Linked DNA regions of Sus scrofa: regions 1 and 2 are each linked to region 3. A link is a contact called in public Hi-C and HiChIP or PLAC-seq data. All regions are on one chromosome and are shown on one strand. The core of a region is the stretch at or near the end of the contact, and the rest is flanking DNA. Distances in the headings are between cores, read along the strand shown.

Evidence for each region. Hi-C and Micro-C count contacts between places; a contact is called where the count stands out from the background. HiChIP or PLAC-seq counts read pairs in DNA pulled down with a chosen protein or histone mark.
Region 1: a contact with region 3 is called in a Hi-C map of liver, with 5 times the contacts expected there. The contact joins the enhancer-like site here to the promoter of DYRK1A in region 3. A contact is called at or near these places in 2 of 5 promoter capture datasets (fetal liver and liver), 11 of 47 Hi-C or Micro-C datasets (alveolar macrophages, brain, embryonic fibroblasts and 7 more) and 1 of 2 datasets of contacts at active chromatin or transcription factors (skeletal muscle).
Region 2: an H3K27ac HiChIP or PLAC-seq map of skeletal muscle shows a contact between it and region 3, with 3 times the contacts expected there. The contact joins the enhancer-like site here to the promoter of DYRK1A in region 3. A contact is called at or near these places in 2 of 5 promoter capture datasets (fetal liver and liver), 5 of 47 Hi-C or Micro-C datasets (embryonic fibroblasts, epiblast stem cells, fetal heart ventricle and 1 more) and 2 of 2 datasets of contacts at active chromatin or transcription factors (alveolar macrophages and skeletal muscle).

What each region holds. Positions count from the first base shown.
Region 1 is chr13:201,196,605-201,200,715 of Sscrofa11.1, reverse strand. No RefSeq gene overlaps it. Among named protein-coding and RNA genes, the nearest start is that of DYRK1A, 190 kb to the right of the region's middle. Within about 2 kb of position 1,640, at least 61 of the 83 cell types and tissues checked have an H3K27ac peak or open chromatin away from gene starts, as enhancers often do. A contact at or near this core is called in alveolar macrophages, brain, embryonic fibroblasts and 4 more, where this site is marked.
Region 2 is chr13:200,830,674-200,834,524 of Sscrofa11.1, reverse strand. No RefSeq gene overlaps it. Among named protein-coding and RNA genes, the nearest start is that of DSCR3, 94 kb to the left of the region's middle. Within about 2 kb of position 1,259, at least 16 of the 83 cell types and tissues checked have an H3K27ac peak or open chromatin away from gene starts, as enhancers often do. A contact at or near this core is called in skeletal muscle, where this site is marked.
Region 3 is chr13:201,006,522-201,010,460 of Sscrofa11.1, reverse strand. It overlaps DYRK1A (dual specificity tyrosine-phosphorylation-regulated kinase 1A), which reads right to left and starts at 1,955. Exons shown (of 12, transcript XM_005670334.3): 1 at 1,544-1,955.

The DNA.
Region 1 (4,111 bases), core at 391-2,890, 190 kb before region 3:
CTTGTGTAAGAAGATGCAACACAGTGCTTTGCACTGCAAAGGCTGTAAAATCTCTCTCTCTCCCACACCTCCTCCTCCATGGAGCTCCCTTCTGACCCTGAAGCTCTCACCTTTTCCACCTGACACCGAGGAAGCCACCTGGACCTTGTCTTCTGGGTCAGGGGCCCTCCCACAGTCCACTGGGAAACACAGTCTGCCCTCCTGTTCCTCTTTGCTTTTCTGTCAACGTTGAGGACCTGGCGATCTATAGAATAAAATATCCACGGTGTTATCCTTAGATTTCAACCAGAAGTTCTGAAGTTAAATTTCTATTGCTTCATAAAAAAAAGCCAGTGAAAACAGAGGTCCCAGAGGGCTTGAGAACCCCAATTGGTTTTGAGGAAACACTAGGGTTGATTAGAAAGTGAAGGGAATGGCAAAGGACTTCAGTCATTTAAAATGAAAACAGGTGATGACTGAGAAGTTGATGCATGGGTTTCACAAGGTCTAACCCAATTCTACTCCTTGTAAACAAGTAGAGACCAGAGCAGAGCCAAGACACTTTTCCGGTGGGGACAATACCCAGTGGCTGGTGGCCTTGGCCGGGAGACTGATTCTCACAGCCTGGTTCATGAACTGGTAATCATCACTGCCTAAATGATCAGCAGCTGTGCAGTGGGCAGTGTGCCGGGCACGTGGAGAACACAAAAATGCACACAAAAATGCATACACAACCTCCTAAGTCCCACCTCTTGAGCCTCAGAGTCCTCCTGGCTGAAATGAAGGTGATATCTAACTCACAGGGTCATTGCATTTGACAAACAAATGCTTAACCGGGGCCACTTGACAGTGGAAGCTGTGGCATATTGCACTGGAATTGTCCAAGGGCCAGTTCTCTCTCCCCTTCCAGAGTGAGTTCCACTGGGCAGAGTTCTCTATTTTCCACAGGTCTGCTGAGTCGGTGCTCACACTGTACTTGGCGCTGCCAAGCCGGTAGAGGAGGTGGAAGAGGTGGACTCGCTGGTCATTCACGCAGAGTTCGTGGGAATCCTCAGCTCGCTCTGCAGTAAATTCACTCAGAAGTCACATCTGTGACTCTCCAGACACCTGAATGAGGGCCAGCAGCAGCCTGCCACCTTCTGTCAGGAAGGAGAGAAATAACGCCTGCAACCGCGAGTCACGGTAGAGGTCTCACTGCAGATCCACCTTGGGGAACCTGGCGGCCGGCAGGAGAGGAGGTGGGTGTCCTGAGGGAAGCACGATGAAAAAAGTAAGTTGGGACCGGGCTCGGATAGTGCAGGGAGGGAAGATGGCCTCTGCAAGAATTTTCCTGGGAGGGAGCCTTCAGGACGGTGAGAGCCCCGCGTGCAGGGGCTCTTTCCTAGCCCAACCCTGGAGCCCCGGGGCACGCTCTAGAAAGCCCTGTGTCGGAGAGCTGCCCCGCAGGACGCCAAGTTCACCGCAGCTCAGGTACGCGGCCAACCGAGATGCAGCAACACAGATCCCGAATTGACCCCGACCTCACGACGCCAAGACCGCCCCACCCGAGGGCGCCTGAGGACGCCACTCAGCCAGCGGCAGCACCGCCTCCGGGAGCGAAGGACCCGGCCCTCCGGGCGTGGCCCGGGGCGTCGGGTCAATGGGCGCCGCGGGCTCACGGTCACGTGATCGCCGGCGAGCCCGGCACTTCCGCATTCCGCCTGGCAGTTCCGCCCAACGTGGCGAAAGGCCGCTGGCACCCCCTCCCGAGGATCCTCTCGCGAGAGCAGCCCACACAGCCGGCCGTTTCCTCCGCCAGACGCCGCTTGCGGCTGGGTTTTGCCGTGGCTCTGCCACCCAGTGCAGGAGGTCTGGCCAGGGCGAGGGCGAGGGCGAGAGGGTCGGGGACGGCTGCACGTCTCCCAGGTGTCATCTTGTCGCCTCCATCCGACCCCGGGGCCCTCGGACCCTCGACCGGCACTTCCAGGGATCGAAGAGGCGACTGGGTTAACAGGCATCGGTGGGAGCCTCGGCTTCCGTGATTTTCCGGCTTTAAAACATCTTTGTCACCGCTCTGCATTCTGTCCACTGAGAAACTGGAGGCATGGGAGGGTGTTCCAGGAGGAAATGCGAGGTTGACCTCCTCTGAGAAGATGTGGTGAGAGCACCTCGCGCCTGCGCATCCCACAGAGGCGCCAGCATCCCCCCCAGCCCTGTCCTGTAACTACGCTGCAGTGCGGGCTTCGTCGTCTCTATTTTCGAGATGAGGAAACAGGATCAGACGGGTTCGAGGAACTTGCTCAAGGGTGCACGAAGCCCGGCTCTGCATCTCAGCCACGTGCCATCTCCCATCAGAGCACGGATGCTTGTGCGTGACCAGCTGCAGGCCTGACTTGGACCCTGAGGTCAGAGGGAAAAGGCTCGGCCCAGTGGCGCTATGCACCTGGTTCCCTGTTCCAGATGTGCCACCTGCCAAATCCAACCTCGGATCCCCAGGAGAGGACAGCCTGTCAGCCAGTCCCCATCAGAGCCCCTCGCATGCCTCCAGCCTTGGTGCTGCGCCTGAACCCAGCCTTCCAGCCCCGGGCCTTGCTCACACGGGCCTGGAGGAAGGAGGTGTAGGACCATGGATTTCAGCTGTAATGAGAATGTTCTAGCCACGAAGGGCTACTTCTTAACCATAGGGCTGGGCAGGAGTGGAAAATGGCCTCCCTCAGATACACTTCTCTGAGGGCGCCTAAGAGGATATTAAAACTTAAGTTCATTCGTGTCAAGTGAAGGTTTGTCTCCTGTGCAACATGATATCTTGACAGGGCCAAACCAGTCTACTTCAGCAACCTCCTGGTCAGTCAGAGGCCACTGTGGTTAAAACACACTCTCCTTGGAAATTCCTGAAATTCCACCATGAGCAATTCTCTAGGACTAAGACCCATCCTTTTTAGATTCCTTAGTAGATGAAATGCCCTAAATCCCTAATTTTCTCATAGAAGAGGGGACAAATTAAAGTGCTGGGTCCCTAGGGAGCAGGAAGAGAGGACACGAGCAAGGGGGAAGCCTACCCTGCACCCCACTTCCAGGGACTTGGAAGAGTCTAAGCGGGGTCTTCCCACTTGGCACAAATCACTCAGGAAGTTATATGACCTGGTTTCTCCAACTCACCTAATATGTCTCAAAGGGTGCTTTTATGCCTTTTGTGGGGTGCTTTTCTGCCTTTTGTGGGGTTCTGAGACCACATAAACCTACTGAATGCTCACAGCCACATTCCAAGGATAGGAACAGAAATCCCAAGGCCTTCTACTGGCCAAACCTCCCTCTGAGCAGCCATGTCCTCGGAGAGTAAGATCTGACCTCTCCCAGGATTCAGCAGAACCACTTCTGTTTCCCATTCCAGAAAGCAAACCATTTCTCCTTCCCAACCCATAATTAGAAATAATGAGAAAGAGCCATGAAGCGAAAGGAAGAGGGGAAATGAGTGGATAGATGAATGGTGCTGGCTCTAAAGGAGAGACTAAGAACCTCACTGGGCATTCCTGCTGTGGCTCAGCAGGTAACAAACCCGACTAGTGTCCATGCGGATGCGAGTTCAATCCCTGGCCTTGCTCAGTGGGTTAAGGATCCAGCATTGCCATGAGCTGTGGTATAGGCTGCAGACACGACCCAGATCATGTGTGGCTGTGGCACTGGCCAGCAGCTGCAGCTCCGATTCCACCCCTAGCCTGGGAATTTCCATATGCTGCAGGTGCAGCCCTGAAAAGAAAAAAAAAAAAAAAAGCCCTCACAGTGACATAGCATTATTATTAAAATGCAGAAAATATTCAATTTGGACACGCTCTTGACTCTCACTCCACCTGCTCAGACTCCTTCTGATTTCAGAGCCCAAGTTGGGAAGGTAAAGATTGCAGATGGGGCACCAAGGAAGAGATTTATCATTTCTTATCTGAGGAAGAGATCTGAACTTCCTCCCCACTCTTCTAGAAGTAAAGGGTAGTTTCAGAAAGCAAGAGCTCATCTGTAAATTTTGAGAAACGTGAATATCAAAATGAAGCAAGTGGTCCCAAGGAAACTCCACATTCAGTGCGCCCCCCCGCTCACCAACTGGCAGATGCTTGCTCTGCTCAGGGAGGAAGATCTGATCTGATTCGATGAAAGTGGG
Region 2 (3,851 bases), core at 10-2,509, 180 kb after region 3:
TAGACCCCTAGCCTGGGAACTTCCATATGCCACAGAAGTGGCCCTAAAATGCAAAAACAACAAATCAAACAAAAAACCCTACATGCACAAAGCCTATTAACAAGCCTGGGAGGAGTAAGAGTGCTCAGCAAATTAAGTGCCTTTCAGAATAAAGCTACACATTATCTACACATTATTTAAAGGATGACGACCAAACACAGCCTCTCAACAGTGGAGTATCCAAGATATCCAGTATGTAATCCAAGGGAGTTAGTGTTTAACGGGTACAGAGTTTCAGTTTGAGAAGATGAAAAGGCTGTGCAGGTGGATGGTGGTGATGATGGTACAAGGAGAATGTACAGGTGACCCTTGAACAACGTGGGTTTGAACTGCAGGGGTCCACGTGGACTTTTTCCATAAATACTACAGCACTGCATGATCCACAGTGGGTAGGAACCCCAGACACGGAGGGCCAGCTGTAAAGCTATACGTGGATTTTCCACTGAGGGGAGGGGGGTGGTGTCCGTTGTTCAAGGGTCAGCCATACTTAATGTCGCTGAACCGTACACTTAGTTAAAATGGTAAAGTTTTTTGTTTTTTGTTTTTGTTTTTTGGTCTTTTTAGGGCCGCACCCATGACACATGGAGGTTCCCAGGCTAGGGCTCAAATGGGAGCTGTAGCTGCCAGCCTACACCACAGCCACAGGAAGAGGGATCCAAGCCACATCTGCAACCTACACCACAGCTCATGGCAACACCAGATCCTTGACCAGACCCTACACCACAGCTCATGGCAACACTGAGGGAGGACAAGGATCAAACCCACATCCTCATGGATACTAGTTGGGTTCGTTAACCACTGAGCCACAATGGGAACTCCCTAAAATGGTAAATTTTATGTTATGTATGTTTTACCCCAAGTTTTAAGAAACACTTTCTAAGACAACTGCTTCCAGGAACAACAAGGACGAGAGGTAGCTCCTGCTTCAAACACTAAAACACCAGAAAAAATAGACGAAACAATGATACGCAGACACTGGCATCAGGCAGCACAGACTAATCGTTCAGAAAGGGGAAAAATGAGACGAGACAATAATGTCCCAACGTACTGCAGGGACCGAGTTCCCAGACCACCGCGCAAGCAGGGGAGACCCCAGTGGAGACAGTGGTCTCCCTGAATGGAGCTGCGAGTGAGAAGGGCCAAGGCAGCCAGAGGGGGAGACAGAGTACCCAGAGGGAAGGTGTCAGACAGAGCGGCCTGGGGATGCGCAGGCGCGCCCCCTTGCGTCTTGAGCTGAGTACTGCTCAGCACACGCGAATAAGACGCTAACAGACTGGGCAAAGAATCCCCCGGGGAATGACGGGGTAATCTCTGTGCTTCACTTAGAACCAGGAATGGTTCCAGCGAATTCCAGTAATTTACAAGGCATCAGACAGAAGACTCCGACGGTACTGCTACAGACGTGAAGAAAAAATTAGCCCCAGATTAAAATCTACTCTAGTCTCAACTATGTTTAAAACTAACAATAAAAGTATCAAACTAGAGTTCCCGTCATGGCTCAGAGGAAGCGAGTCTGACTAGCATCCATGAGGACACAGGTTTGATCCCTGGCCTTGCCCAGTGGGTGAGGGATCCGGCATTGTCATGAGCTGTGGTGTAGGTCGCAGACACGGCTCCAATCTGGCATTGTTGTGGCTGTGGTGTAGGCCGGCAGCTACAGCTCGGATTCGACCCCTAGCCTGGGAACCTCCATATGTTGTGGGTGTGGCCCTAAAAAGCCAAAAAAAAAAAAAAAAAAAAAAAAGGAAAAGAAAAAAAGTATCAAACTATTTCCAAGTAACTTAACTACATTGCAGAACAAAGCTCTAAAATATTTATAGGTACAGAAAAATATCTGCCATACAATAAGATAAAAGTTGTATTGTCTAGTATTTAATAAAAAATTACCAGGCACACAAAGAAGCAGGGAAATATGATCCGTAATGATGAGAAAAATCAATCAAGAGAAACAGACCAAAAAAGGGCATAGATGATAGAATCAGACAAGGACATTACATATTAACATTAAGACAGTTACTATAACCATATTTTCTATGTTCAGGAAGGCAGAGCAAATGTTAAACACATTAAGTAGAGACCCAGAACTACTAACAAGACCTAGAAGGAACTTCTAGACTTGAAAATTATGTCTGAGATGAAAAATACTTTTGGTGGGATTAAGAACAGATCAAACTCTGTAGCAAAAAAAAAAAAAAAAAAGAAAAAAGAAACTTAAAGATATACCGCTACTACCCACAATAAAACACAGAGGGGAAAAAAAAAGACTGAAAAAAAAAAGGGGGAACATCCTATCATTGAGCTGTAAGACAACTTCAAGGAGCCTAATGCCAGGGTCACACCCAAGACATAGGGAAGTTCCTGGGCCAGGGAATCAAACTGTGCCACAGTAGCGACCCAAGCCACTGCAGGGACAACACCAGATCTTTAACCCATTGCATCGCAACAGAGATAAAGAGAACATCTTAAAAAGCAGCCAGAGGAAAAAAAAAAAGCACATTACATGCAGAGAAACCAAGATAAGAATGACATCAGACTTCATACTGGGACCAGAGTGAGACAATGAAGTAAATATACTCAGAGCACTGAAAATAAAAAGTTATAAACTCGGACTTCTATATGTATTAAAACATATTTCACAAAAAGGTAAAATAAAGAAGCGTTTTTCAGACATTCGAAAGCTGAATGATTTCATCACTAGGGGACTTGATTTGCAAAAAACGCTAAAGGAAATCCTCCAAGCAGAAGAAAAGTAATTCCAGAACGCAATCTGTACCTACATATAAGACAGTACTTGAAATCTACACACGTGGAAATAAAAGACTATTTCACCTATTTAAAAAGACCCCTTAAGAGATCACTGCTAGATATTTAAAGTTCCCAACACACACACACACACACACACACACACACACACACACACACACACATGCAAACTCATGTGTGCTGTCATGGTGATGGATATGTTAACTAACATTATTATGATAATCACTCTGCAACAAAAAGCCAGGTTGGTGGTACAGATGCACATCCTTAGCCATTAAAAAAAATACAAATCAGAGTTCCCTGTGGCATAGTGGGTTAAGGACCCTGCACTGTCACTGCAGCAGCCAGGGTCACTGCTATGGTGTGGCTTCAGTTCCTGGCCTGGGAACCTCCATTTGCCACAAGGGTGGCCAAAAAAATAAATAAAAATAAAAATAAATAAAACCACATGAGTTAGCACTTCACACCCACTAGGAGGCTATGTGAAAAAGACAGGCAACAGCAAGTGCCAGTGAGACTGTGCAGCTGGACCACTCATATTTGCTGGTGGGGATGTAAAAATGGTACAGCCAACCACTTTGGAAAACAGTCTGGCAGCTTCTCAAAAAGTTAATTACAGAGTTACCACATGACCCAGCAATTCCACTGCTAGGTATATGCCCAGGAGAAATGAAAACATATGTCCAGGCAAAAACGTGAACATGAATGTTCATCCCAGCATTATGCATAAAAGTCAAAAGGTGGAAGCAGACAAAATGTCCATCAACTGAAAAACGGATAAATAAAATGTAGCACATTCATACAAGAGAATGTTATTCTGCAATAAAAAGAAACAAAGTACTGAAACATGCTATAAAATAGGTGAACTCTGAAAACACTATGCTAATGAAAGAAGGCGATCACGAAAGACCACATATTGTATAATTCTGTTCATATCACTTGTCCAGAAGAGACAAATCTATAGACAGAAAGTGGATTGGTGGTCATCTAGAATTCACAGGATGGAAGAAAGAGGCGTGACTGTTAAAGATACAAAGTTTCATTTTGAA
Region 3 (3,939 bases), core at 706-3,205:
CTCCTAAAATGGCAGGTCCCTCCCTCCGCCCGGCCGGCCTCGGCGCGGGCCCGGCTGCAGGCCGCGGGGGGAGCCGGGCGCCGGGCAGGGCCGGGCGGGGCCGCGGCCAGGCCGGACACTCACCGGGACGATGGCGGGGCGCTCGCGCCGCTTCCTCCGGTGAGTCTCAGCCTTGGGCTCCCGCCGCTGCGCTCCCGCCGGGGCCTCCGCAGCCAGCGCCGCCCCGGCCGCCTCTCTCCGCCCCCGGCGCTCCCGGCTCCGCGGCCGAGCCGCAGCCTTCTCAGTCTCTCTCCGGCTCGCGGTTCCAGCGGCGCCCGGGGCCGGGGAGGCGACAGCCCCCTCCCCGGCAAATACCGCAGTCCCCGGACCCCGACTCCCGGCGGCGGGGCCGCGCGGCCCGGCCCGGCGCGGAGGGCGGCGGCGGCGAGGCCGGGCGCCGAGTCGCGGCTGCTCCCGGCGGCTTCTTCCCGAGGAGGATTTTGTAAATCTCACAAAATGGCGCGCGCTCCAAACCTGCGCAGCGAGAAGCGCCGGGGCCCGAGCGGCGGCGGCGGCGGCGGCGGCGGCTCCTCCGCCAGGAGAGCCAGAACCGCCCGCACAGACAGACAGACACTCACACACACTCACACACACACACACGCACGCACACTCGCACACGCTCACTCACACACACACTCTCACACTCACACCGGTCCCGCCCGCTCGCCGGCGGCGGCAGCGGCACCAACAGCAGCAGCAGGAACAGCAGCAGCAGAAGCGGCGGCGGCGGCGGCGCCCGCACCCCCCGCTCGGGGTGTCCGCTCCCTGAGCCCGACCTGGGCCGCGATCAGCAGCAGCGACGGCAGCAGTCTCCCCGGATCCCCCCGCCGCTCTTGCCGCCGCCACCCCCGCCTCACTCCAATGGGGCTTTTTATTATTATTCGGGCGGGAAGCGAAAGGGTTTAAAAAAAAACCAACCAACAAAATGGCGACGGACCGACCCGGTCGCTATAGCAACTGTCAATCAAAACGCAAAACCCCGGCTGACGTGCTGACGTCCTCCTCCCGCCCCCCGGCCCCAAGCCGGCGGGCGGGGCCTGTTGCTCGGGCAACGGCAGATTCCGTTCCCTCCTTTCCCTCTCCCCCTCCGTCCCCAACCAACCACCCAACCCCCTCAGGTCACGTGAAGGATAAATTCGGAGCTCAGGCCCGCTACGAGTGTCAGAGGAGGGCGCGTGATTCGCTCGGGGGAGGGGAGAGGAGGGGGACGGCCGGGCCGAGGGAGGGAGAGGGCGGAGGAAGGGGGGCGAGGCGGCGGCCGGCCTGTGCTCCAGCGCCCAGGGCCTCCCGGCCGCGCCCCGCCCCGCGCCCGCCGCGCCCGCGCCGCCCGCGCCGACTGCGGCCCGGAGAGCGCGCGCGGCCTCCGCGCCGCCGCCCCCGGAGCCCCGCGCTTCCGCGTCGTGCGCCCGCAGCCCCGCCCGCGCCGGGGGGAGGGGGCCGGGCTCTGCGGCCGCGCGGGGACCCAGGAAGCCCACTCCGGTGCGCCCGCGCTGGGGACTCTCACCTGCATCCCCGGGGACCGCGCCGGCAGCGCACGTCCGCGCGTTTAAACTGTTCTTGGAAGGCCCCGCGTGCCCCCCTCGCCGGAAAATGCCCACGGAGGCCGCGGTGGGGGGTGGGGAAGAGGCCGCCTCCGCGTTTCAGACATCTCAGGAATTCCGGACGCTTCGCCCGAATCCGGGATGCCCCTGCGGCTGACACCTTGATTAAATCATGTCACTCGGCTTTTTGCTGCGGCCAGTGCCAGCGTTCAGAAATCATGGACGGAGCCATCATACAAACTTTTTTAGGCTGTGCATGCTCAGCCGGGCTTTCCCACCGATTTCAAACCCCTCCCCACCTTTCAGGCAGTCTTCCTTCTCCATCGGAATGCCCCTAAAATTAATCGTCTTAGGCTATACCGTATCGTTGTCCAACTCCCTGATTTTCTTTCTCATGCACCATTTCAGTTTCCAGATTTTTAATTCGCCCACAATTCTTGATTAATAGTCTCGCTTTCGTTTATCTTTATTCTGTCTACCCCTCTGGCTGGCTGAATATTACTAGGTGTTCTCTCTCGGCATTGAAACCTAGGTATGGAAGTAGCCATGCTGTACTGGCTACTTTGTAATCAGTAGACAGCCACTGGCTAAAAATTGTATTTTGTACCATTCCTAGTAAAATGGCATTTAATCTTTGCCAAAAAGGATACTATGGATATTATTTTACACCAAGTCCCTAATTTATTGATTGATTTCTAAGCTTGATTTTGCCATCTTATGATAGTGTTCGTATCAATTTTGTCTTAAGCTTGGACTGTTCACAAGTAAAGCAGCAGCAGATACCAGTAAAGAAAAACAACCCCACAGTAAATACTGAGCTCAATCCTCTATGACTCAAGGAAAGACACGAGTGTTTCCAATAAATGTTTCTCTTCTCTGGCTACTGGAACCTTGATTTACTAAGGCATCCATTGAAATTAGCACAGACCGTGAAAGAAAACAGACTAAACTTTAGATAAATTAGGCAAAAAGTAGGCCAATAGCTTAGACCGATTCTCATGGTATCACAAACTGCCATGACTATCAAGAGTTTTTTTGGACTTTCAAAATTGCCCTGCTAATGTAATTAAAGTCCACATTCAACTTGATTGTTTTCTGGTGGGGGGGAGTTAGGGTGGTGGTTTAATTTCCAGTTTATTTTCTGTTAAATTAACTACAACCTGGATTTACATTGCATCATCTTAAACAGGAGGAAGTGGCCAAAAGCGTCCCTGCTGGGGTAAGAGGCTGATATCTTGACGGCTCCCCAGCTTACACTGCCACCTCCTCCCTCCTGCTTCTTTCTCTTCTCCCTGCTCCCCACCCCCATCCTGTTCAGGCAGTTTCACTTCTCTCAGGACCCTTAAGCATTTGCAACCTTTAACACCAAGTTAAATTTGAGTCCGTTTTTTTTAATATATATTTTTATTATTTTTAAGAATTATTTCCCCCAATATAATTTTTTTCTACTGTACAGCATGGTGACCCAGTTACACATACATGTACACATTCTATTTTCTCACATTATCATGCTCCATCATAAGTGACTGGACATAGTTCCCAGTGCTACACTGCAGGATCTCATTGCTAATCCATTCCAAAGGCAATAGTTTGTATCTATTAACCCCAAGCTCCCCAACCCACCCCACTCCCTCCCTCTCCCCCAGTCCATTTTTTTTATTGCTGGTCATGAAGGGAACTTGCGTAATTAATCTTCTAGATAACCTAAAAAGAACATGATAATGTTTCAAGAAATATGCCCTTGTCAAGTCAATCTAGAAGATTCTAGTGGAGGGCAAAGCAGATTCTTGAGCCAAGCAGTAATAGAAAGCATTGCTGGTCTTCGTATCTAGAAGGCTTCACTCTTTCTGCCACTACCACCACCACCACAACCCTTCCCGGAGTGACGGCCTTACACACCATTGACCAATAAACTTTCGTGTCCAGCTTAAAATGCTGTAAAATGGTTTTATATTGGCTTCCCCGAAAAAGTCACCTGTAAATTATGCTTGCCCAAAACAGGTGAACACATGTAGGCAGGAAGGACTCTGATACAGATGCCAGTTTAGCTTTGACCAGGTTCAGTGATTAAACCCTTGTTCTCTCCTGAGTATCTCTCTGTCAGATCTACTGACAGATGTATAATATAACAAAGGTATCTATCCATTAATAGAAATATAACCTCTAGGAGTTCCCTCATGGCTCAGCAGATTAAGGATCAGGCCTGTCACTGCTGTGGCTCTGGTTACGGCTGGAGCAAGAGGTCTACCCCTGGCCCATGAATTTCCGAATGCTGTGGGGCAAAAAAAAAAAAAAGAGTAAAACAAAAAGAAAGAGAAATTAACCTCCGAAAGCAAATACCCCCAAATCACAGATGGTG